Linked DNA regions of Zea mays: region 1 is linked to region 2. The links are chromatin contacts, called in public Hi-C maps. All regions are on one chromosome and are shown on one strand. The core of a region is the stretch at or near the end of the contact, and the rest is flanking DNA. Distances in the headings are between cores, read along the strand shown. Region 1 has its middle 9.6 kb from the start of LOC100383327. Region 2 holds the start of LOC100193209 (Enhanced ethylene response protein 5).

Evidence for each region. A called contact is a pair of places that touch in the nucleus more often than the background predicts.
Region 1: a Hi-C map of ear shows a contact between it and region 2, with 2.6 times the contacts expected there. The contact joins the enhancer-like site here to the promoter of LOC100193209 in region 2. A contact is called at or near these places in 4 of 25 Hi-C or Micro-C datasets (ear, leaf and tassel).

The regions. Positions count from the first base shown.
Region 1 is chr7:110,792,819-110,796,900 of Zm-B73-REFERENCE-NAM-5.0, reverse strand. No RefSeq gene overlaps it. Among protein-coding and RNA genes, the nearest start is that of LOC100383327, 9.6 kb to the left of the region's middle. Within about 2 kb of position 1,305, at least 13 of the 20 cell types and tissues checked have an H3K27ac peak or open chromatin away from gene starts, as enhancers often do. A contact at or near this core is called in ear, leaf and tassel, where this site is marked.
Region 2 is chr7:110,446,404-110,450,449 of Zm-B73-REFERENCE-NAM-5.0, reverse strand. It overlaps LOC100193209 (Enhanced ethylene response protein 5), which reads left to right and starts at 2,459. Exons shown (of 12, transcript NM_001138362.1): 1 at 2,459-2,776; 2 at 2,850-2,943; 3 at 3,032-3,121. The coding sequence starts at 2,478.

The sequences.
Region 1 (4,082 bases), core at 56-2,555, 350 kb before region 2:
GCGAGTACTCACCTAGAATAATGATATGGCTAGGAATGACTAGAAGACGGGAGGCAAGTGGCCCTCCTCGTCCTCCTTTCTGGAGATGAAATAGGATTAATCTTGCTTGTCCTTATTCAATGATTAGCTGGGCATTATATAGCTAAGCCATTAACAACCTCCTGGAATAACTCTCTTAGCTAAAAACCTGATTTCTAGGGCTCCTAACAATCTTCTAGAATAACTCTCTTAGAGCATCTCCAAGAGAGGCTCTAAACATGGTCCTATTTTAAATATAGGGCTCAAAACCATAAAACATCTTTCCAACAGCGGTCCTATTTTATAAAATTTCATCAAATGGTTATAGGGCTTGGTCTCTCAGGTCCTAAATATAGTACCCATATACTGGAGCCCTATCCTCATTTTCACTTAATCTCTAACCATTTATTTCCTAATATCATGATTTATTTCCTAAATAGTATTATTTAAGGCCTGACTATTGGAGTAAACATTTCTTTTGTGACCCTAAACATTCTAAATATGGTCCTATTTCAAATTTTAGGACTCTATTTTAGGGTTTGTTGTTGGAGATGCTCTTAGGTCTTTTTTTGTTTGTCTAGGAATGGATCATGAATCATTTTGCCTGATCAAAACTTATATAAATTAGAGAATCAAACATGTTAGGAATTGTCCCATGTCTTGATTTCGGAAAAAAGCGAACAACTCTTTATTAGGTTATGCCCAATCTAAAGTATCATATTCCAATGCCCAAGAATGCCACATAGAATAAAAAGTATGGTACTGCTATAAGATACACCTTCCACAATGTATATTATCATACTTATATGTTTTAATTATTTAATTAGCGTGATGTGTCTATGAGAATGTATTTAAATAGTATTTTTTTGTGTCATAAACTTATATAACTCTTGTGATCCGTCTCATCTTTGATGGTGACTGCCATGCGATGCTGCAAACGAAGCTAGACCCGGCCCAATCTCCCACGGGAAATTCTAGAGCACGGTGATGAGCATCATAACCCTCATTGTGGCCCTAAGCTTACAACAAACATTCCCTGATGTCCTGCAAAAAAAAAGCATCCTTGTCTTGCAGTTGCCATCCACGACCACCACCTTTGCTGAGTGTAGCTGGAAGAGAAGTAGTGGAGGTTGCCATCAATCTTGAAATGGTCATGTAGAGGTGATTGACCGCTATTTAATGCACATATTTAGAGAATATCGACCAACCACCGTGAGAGCTACGTACCGTCTTGCCATCAATCTCGTTGGCACGTCTAGGGGCCATAGGACGCTGTCACTAGTGATAGCTTTGTCGAGTAGTAGCAGACCTGCCTCCTACCGTACCCTAGCCACTTGACACGCCGCTCATCACGTCAGAAGTCAGAACACCATTATCATCTTCTCGAAGTCCCAAAGAATCGATCTTCAGCGTTAGAATGCAAGACAAGGAGTGGTAGGGCAAAACACGTGGGTATATGGCTAGACATGGCTATGACCGAGTGAGACCTATTTTAAGTATTCTAGTATTGAGCTCAATCTATATGTATTGAGATAGATTGTGGTGTAACTTAAACTAATTTACACTCCAATCCACTCAACACACGTGGATTGAGGTCAATACTAGAATACCTAAACAAAGTCTGAGGCGTGTTTGGTTTGAAGGGACTAATTTTTAGCCACTCTATTTTATTTCACTTTAGTCCCTAAATTGTGTCACACCTGGGATTCGGGACACCAAGGCCCGGGCGCGAACATAATCACCAAGTGTGCTAGGACCAAGTCTTACACATACGATGACTCATGGTACAGAAACAAATATCACATCTTTACTATATAATAGGAGTTCTTTAAAAAAAATAAAATAAATAATTACATCATATGAAGACAACGATCCAGCAACCCAAAGTTGACTGGGAGACGACAGCCTAGACCTCTCACGAACTCATGACAGCATCCTCCATGCGCCTCATCCTGCGGTACCTGTTCTTGACCTGTGGGGGGGAGACAACAAGGGTGAGCTCACATACATTCATCGCTCAACAAGTTGTGGGAAAATAATGTGCATGAACTCGCCAAGGGTGGGAGCTCATGTGAAGTTTAAGGCTTACCAAAGAGGATGGTTGAAGATGAGCATTGCTTTTAAAGTTGGTCAAAATTTTATTAGTATTTACTAAGTATAAGTAGATACCAACCCAAATAAGTAGTAGATCAAAATTGGTAACAACACCCGCGATGAAATGCATATGATAAATTGAATTTAGTTCCATAAATTAATCATGCGAGAGTCCTGAGCTGCTCATGACCGCGAGCACGACTAGTATACCGGTTTTACACTCTACAGAGGTTGTACCTTATACCCACAAGTCGTGTATCCCATGTCACCAGGTTTTGCAAGGCCCTTAGACACTTCCGAGGTGAATGGCTAGATATCCACTATGAAGCCTTTACAAAGTTCCACTAGCTTCCGAAAATCCGCTACAGTTTCTAGGAAAAGCAATGTAGGAATCCCTCGTCTGACCGCCATCGCAGCAAAATCAACCCGATAACCTCCCTACACGCCTACTCCCCTACTGCACTTGCCCCTTTAGGGTAAGGTAGTCTTCCACTACCTTTCCTAATTAGTCAGCCAAAGGCGTCCCTGCATTCCACCCTTGTGGTGGCACGTGTTTTTCAAGTTAAGCTCCATGTTCCAATTAATATAATGATATTGTCATAAACAATATGTAAAACAACAATATAATTGGAACATAATCATAATGTAATATTAATCCCAAAACTATATAGAGCAATAACAAAAACTACCCAAATAGTTCAGGGGTAAACAAGGTGTAAAGATAACCAAACTAGGGTGACCTATTGGGTCCCATTATAATTAAGCCTATGCATGCCAAAATGATTATAGAGAACATTATTGGGTAAGTAAAAAGTGGTCAAGAGCACAACTTGCCTGGGACATGAGATTCCAGGTACCAACTTGCTCTTCAGATGACTCGTAACCTCGCACTAGTCGTAGCAATACAAACAACAGTGTATAGGCAAAATTAACATCACACCAAACATAAGAACAAACTGCATAAGAATATTTTACGCGTCGCTACGAGATCGTAGGTTCGAGAACTACTAAGATCAGAGTCATGGTTAAGGAGTTATGATTTATGGGAGATCTATGTGATTCAAATATTAAACTATATTATTGAAAGGGAAATGTGCCCTTGGGCCATTTCTAAGTATTTTGGTGATTGAGTGCCAACACAAGTGCTTAAATGTGAATTTATGCTCATGGATGGACAAAGTGCAAATCAAGAGTAAAGGTATGTTTCTAAGCCTTAGTACATTGGTTTTGTGTACTAATATACTTGTCTAAGTGTTAGAAACAGAAAGAAGAAGAAAAGAAAAGAGGTGAAAAAGGCTTGGCTGTGTACAGCCAAGACTCAGCTCAGTCTGGCACACCGGACTGTCCGGTGGTGCACCGGACAGTGTCCGGTGCGCCAGGCTGACTCGGCGTGAAGTGACCGCTCTCGGGAATTCGCCGACGGCGTACGGCTAAAATTCACCGGACTGTCCGGTGTGCACCGGACTGTCCGGTGAGCCAACGGTCGGCCGGGCCAACGGTCGGCCGCGGAATCTGCGCGCGACACGTGGCCGGGCCAACGGTCGGAAGGGGGCACCGGACTGTCCGGTGTGCACCGGACATGTCCGGTGCGCCAACGGCTCCCAGATCTGCAACGGTCGGCTGCGCCGTTTAAGGAAAGAAATCGGGCACCGGACAGTGTCCGGTGTGCACCGGACTGTCCGGTGCACCCGACGACAGAAGGCAAGATTGGCCTTCCAGATCTGCTCTCAACGGCTCCTAGCTGCCTTGGGGCTATAAAAGGGACCCCTAGGCGCATGGAGGAGAACACCAAGCATTCCTACAACATTCCTAAGCACCAAGACATCGATTCCACGCATTTGGTTCATTGTGATAGCATCTAGAGCTCTTGTTGAGTTGTGAACTCATTGAGTTGTGTTGCGAGCTCTTGTTGCGACTTGTGTGCGTGCTGTTGCTCTGATTTTGAGTCCTGTGTGTGTTGCTAGTTCCTC
Region 2 (4,046 bases), core at 1,210-3,709:
GGGGGACCCTCAACCAAGCCGACCAGTGAATTTATCGTTGCGTGCCCCTGCCCAGATGGGTTGGTGCAAGATGGAACACAAGGGGAAATGCGGCTTGTATTATCTCGCATCGGGGGTGCTCGTAGTAGGGGTTACAAGCGTCGCGAGAGAGAGAGCCTGTTCGTTTGCTCGTCCCTCCGCGCGACCTCTCCCGCAGGAAGGCCCTGGACCTCCCTTTTATAGATGCAAGGAGAGGGTCCAGATGTACAATGGGGGGTGTAGCTATGTGCTAACGTGTCTGGCAGAGAAGTGCATGAGCCCTGTGTACATGCCAACATGGCTGTCGGAGAAGTGCTTGAGCCCTGCGTACGCGATAACGTGGCCGTCGGAGAAGTGCCTGAGCCCTGTAGAAGCACAGCTGGCGGTGCGGCTGGGATCCTGCTGACGTCTCCTTGCTTTCGTAGGAGGCTGAGAACCACCGACGTCATGGACGCACGCGGGGAACCATCATTACCTGTTATCGGGGCGAGCCAGATGGGACGCCGGTCTTGTTCCCTCGTAGCCTGAGCTAGTTAGGGGTAGGGTAATGATGTATCCCTTGTGGCGCGGTCGGTCCGAGCCCAAGGTCGGGCGAGGCGGAGACTTCTCCTGAGGCCGAGGCCGGGGTCGGGCGAGGACGCGATTCCTCCCAAGGCCGAGGCTGAGACCAAGTCTTGGGGTCGGGCGAGGCGGAGACCTCCTCCCGAGGCCGAGGCCTAAGGTCGGGCGAGGCAGAGCTTCCTGTTGCGCCCGAGGCTGAACTCGGCTGTTGTCAGTCTTACCCCGGTGGGTGGTTGGCACAGTAGTCGGAGCGGGGCGAGCGACGCTATTTTCCTGTCAGATCGGTCAGTGAAGGGGCGAAGTGACCGCGGTCACTTCGGCCTTGATGACTGCGGTGCGCGTGTCAGGATAAGGTGCCAGGCGATCTTCACATTGAATGCGCATGCGATACGGTCGGTTGGTAAGACGATTTGGCCAAGGTTGCTTCACGACGAAGCCTGCCCGAGCTGGGCTTCGGGCGAGCTGAGGGTGCGCCCACTATCTGAGGAGGCCCTCGGGCGAGGCGTGAATTTGTCCAAAACTACTGTTTCTGCCTGAGGCCGGGCTCGGGCGAGGCGAGGTTGCGTCCCTTGGTAGACGAGGCCTTGCTCTGAACCGTGCCCATCAGCCTTTGCGGTTTGTGCTGAGGGTGCTTACCAGCCGTGTTTAGGAGTGTTGAGGGTACCCCTAATTACGGTACCCGACAATTTGACTTTCTATTTTTTCATCTCCCGCAGCGGTTTCCCCTAAATACTCCCCCTATACCTCAGTACAACCATAAAATATCATTTTCTATACCTATTTTTCACCTCCTATCAATTTTTCATATACTAACAATTAACCGTGTACCCACAACATAGTAGATAGGGGAGGAAAGGAGGGCACGCTGCATCCGGAGGGAGAGATAAGAGGAGAGCGTGCGGCTGCACAGTAGGGAGCACTCTAGGGGGCAGTGATGCGGCACGTAGCGGCTTCCTGTTGCCTCTACCGAGAGGGAGCTGCCGCAGGAAGCGCTGCGGTTAGCCTAACTGTGGGCCTGTTTGGTTCAGTTTTTTCTGACCAGCTTTTCTGAAAATCTGGCTGTGGAGAGAATCTGAGTATCATTACGATTACATGTGGAGGGAGATAAAGTTGTTCATAGGGCTTAGGATCTAGAAAGTGACGGATTCCTACTATTACAATGACTCAACCGATTATGTGTTTATTTCTATTTTGGATGGTTTTTGCCCCAACGAATTTTATAGAAGCTGGCTGAAAAGCTGAGCGTTTGGCAGTCCGCAGCAGCTTTTGGTGACCAGAAGCTGCCAGAAGCCGAAACAAACAGGACCTCTAAATTGTGAGGTGATTTTGGTATATCAAACCTGCTCACGTTTATTAGCTGCTCGAATCCACATGAATAAAAACACATAAGGCCTTGTTCGTTTGTGTCGGATTGGTGGGTCAAAACGATTCCGAGCCGAATTGCTTCTCTAATTTATATAAACTTTGATTAGCCGGAACAATTTCGGGTGCAATCCGACGTAAACGAACGAGGGCCTAAGAGATACTCTAATGAGGTGTTTGGTTTGATGAACCACTTTATCCAAAATGAAGTGGTGCATCATGGGTCCATTCCTCAAATTTGGTGGGATGACTCCGTTCCACATATTAGTACTAAACAACTAACTATAAGGAATGATGTGGTGATGAATTAACTCACTCCATTCCACAAACCAAACAAAAAAGTGAGGAGTGAGAAGATGATGGACTATATTATTCCTCAAACCAAACACTCCATAAAATCTGTTCGGGCCGGACGGGTCGGGTCGGACCGGCTCAGTTTTACTGGTCGCGCACCGGCTTCTACCATCCGCCACCGCCCGCCGCGGAATTCGGAAACCCCAAACCCCAACGCGGCCGCTGTGACGCTGTCCCTGGAGATGGCGGCGTACTTGAGCATGGGTGAAGCGCAACGCCGCATCGGCGACTACCTCTCTCGGGTGACCAACGCCATCTCCTGCTCCGACGCCGCCGCGCTCGCCTCCCTTCTTTCCGTCTCCTCCGCGCCGGCCTCCACCCCGCTCTCCGACGCGCTCGCCGCCATCCCGGACTTCCCGCGCCTCGCTGGAGATCGCTACCCCGACCTTGCCGACCTCCTCGTTCCGTTGCTCCGAGCCATCCACTTCCACTCCATCCAGCGCTTCGCCGACGCCTACTCCTCGTTCGAGAAGGCCTCCAAGTTCGTTCCGCATCTTCCCGATTCGGTTCAATCTATTGGAGTTTTCGAGGATGTGACGTATTTTTGGTTGCAGCGCGTTCCTGCAGGAGTTTAGGAACTGGGAGACGCCGTGGGCGATGGAGGCGATGCACACTGTGGCGCTCGAGATCAGGCTAATCGCCGAGAAGGTGAGCGGAGGTGTCTGATCTGGCCATCTGGGTTTGTATTTTTTTTGTTATTTCGGCTCACATATTCTGGTTCGTTATCTTGATGTAGGCAGATAGGGAGCTTGCGACGAATGGAAAGAACCCTGACAAGCTTCAGGCGGCTGGGTCTTTTCTGATGAAGGTTTTTGGTACACTAGCGGTATGTTATCGTTCAAAAGATTTGTGCAGTCTTCTTAATCAGAATTTGGTCTTTTTAAGCATTTGATGAATTACCAGGACAGTTATGAACTGCATTTGTTAGTTGTTGTGCTAACCAGCTAGGCTTGAATAGTTGATGTTGGGACTATAGAAGATAAACTATCATTTGATGCAGTGTCTTATCATTTTCCGATTCATTAAATTATGAGGAACACCATTGAGGTGATTGTTTTACATAGAAATCTTCCTAGACCTTTTGTGGTTATTCCTTCAGTTTGGTCTTTGATGAATCACTAGCAAGTAGCAAATACGCCTGTAGCAAATATGCCAGTGTATTGGAATGGGGAAATCCTCGTATTCCCCTATTCCAGTAATAAACATGGTACAATATTTTTCATTTTATCGTGTACATGAAAAAACCACTTTAATCGTAGAGGAAAACCATCTATTTGTGAAGAATCACATGACAAACCCAACTTACAAATAAATAATTGATTTCCCGTACATTGCTATGATAAGATATTAATTACATTATTTTAGTTTGAACTTGCTAGGGATGCAAGATAGGTTGTTTGCGAACCCGTAAATAGGTTTAATTTTGTGGGTTACCCACATAACCCACAAAATTAAGCCTATTTGTGGGTTCGCAGATAACCCGCCTTGCATCCGTAGAGCTTGCAGAGTTTTAATTTCTGCCGTTATAGTTTCCATTGCATTCAAGTGATTCAACATGTCTAAATCTTTGCTAGAAACTGTAGAATCTTAGCTTAATATGTTTTCTTCAACTAAAGTGCTTGTTACATCTCAACCATTTTTTTTTGCAATATAATTTCTTTGGACAAAGATTGTTAGCTTGGCCTGGGTACAGTGTAGCAAGCGTGCTTCCATTGCTCAATCCATGTAGCAGATGAATTAAGCTACTACTT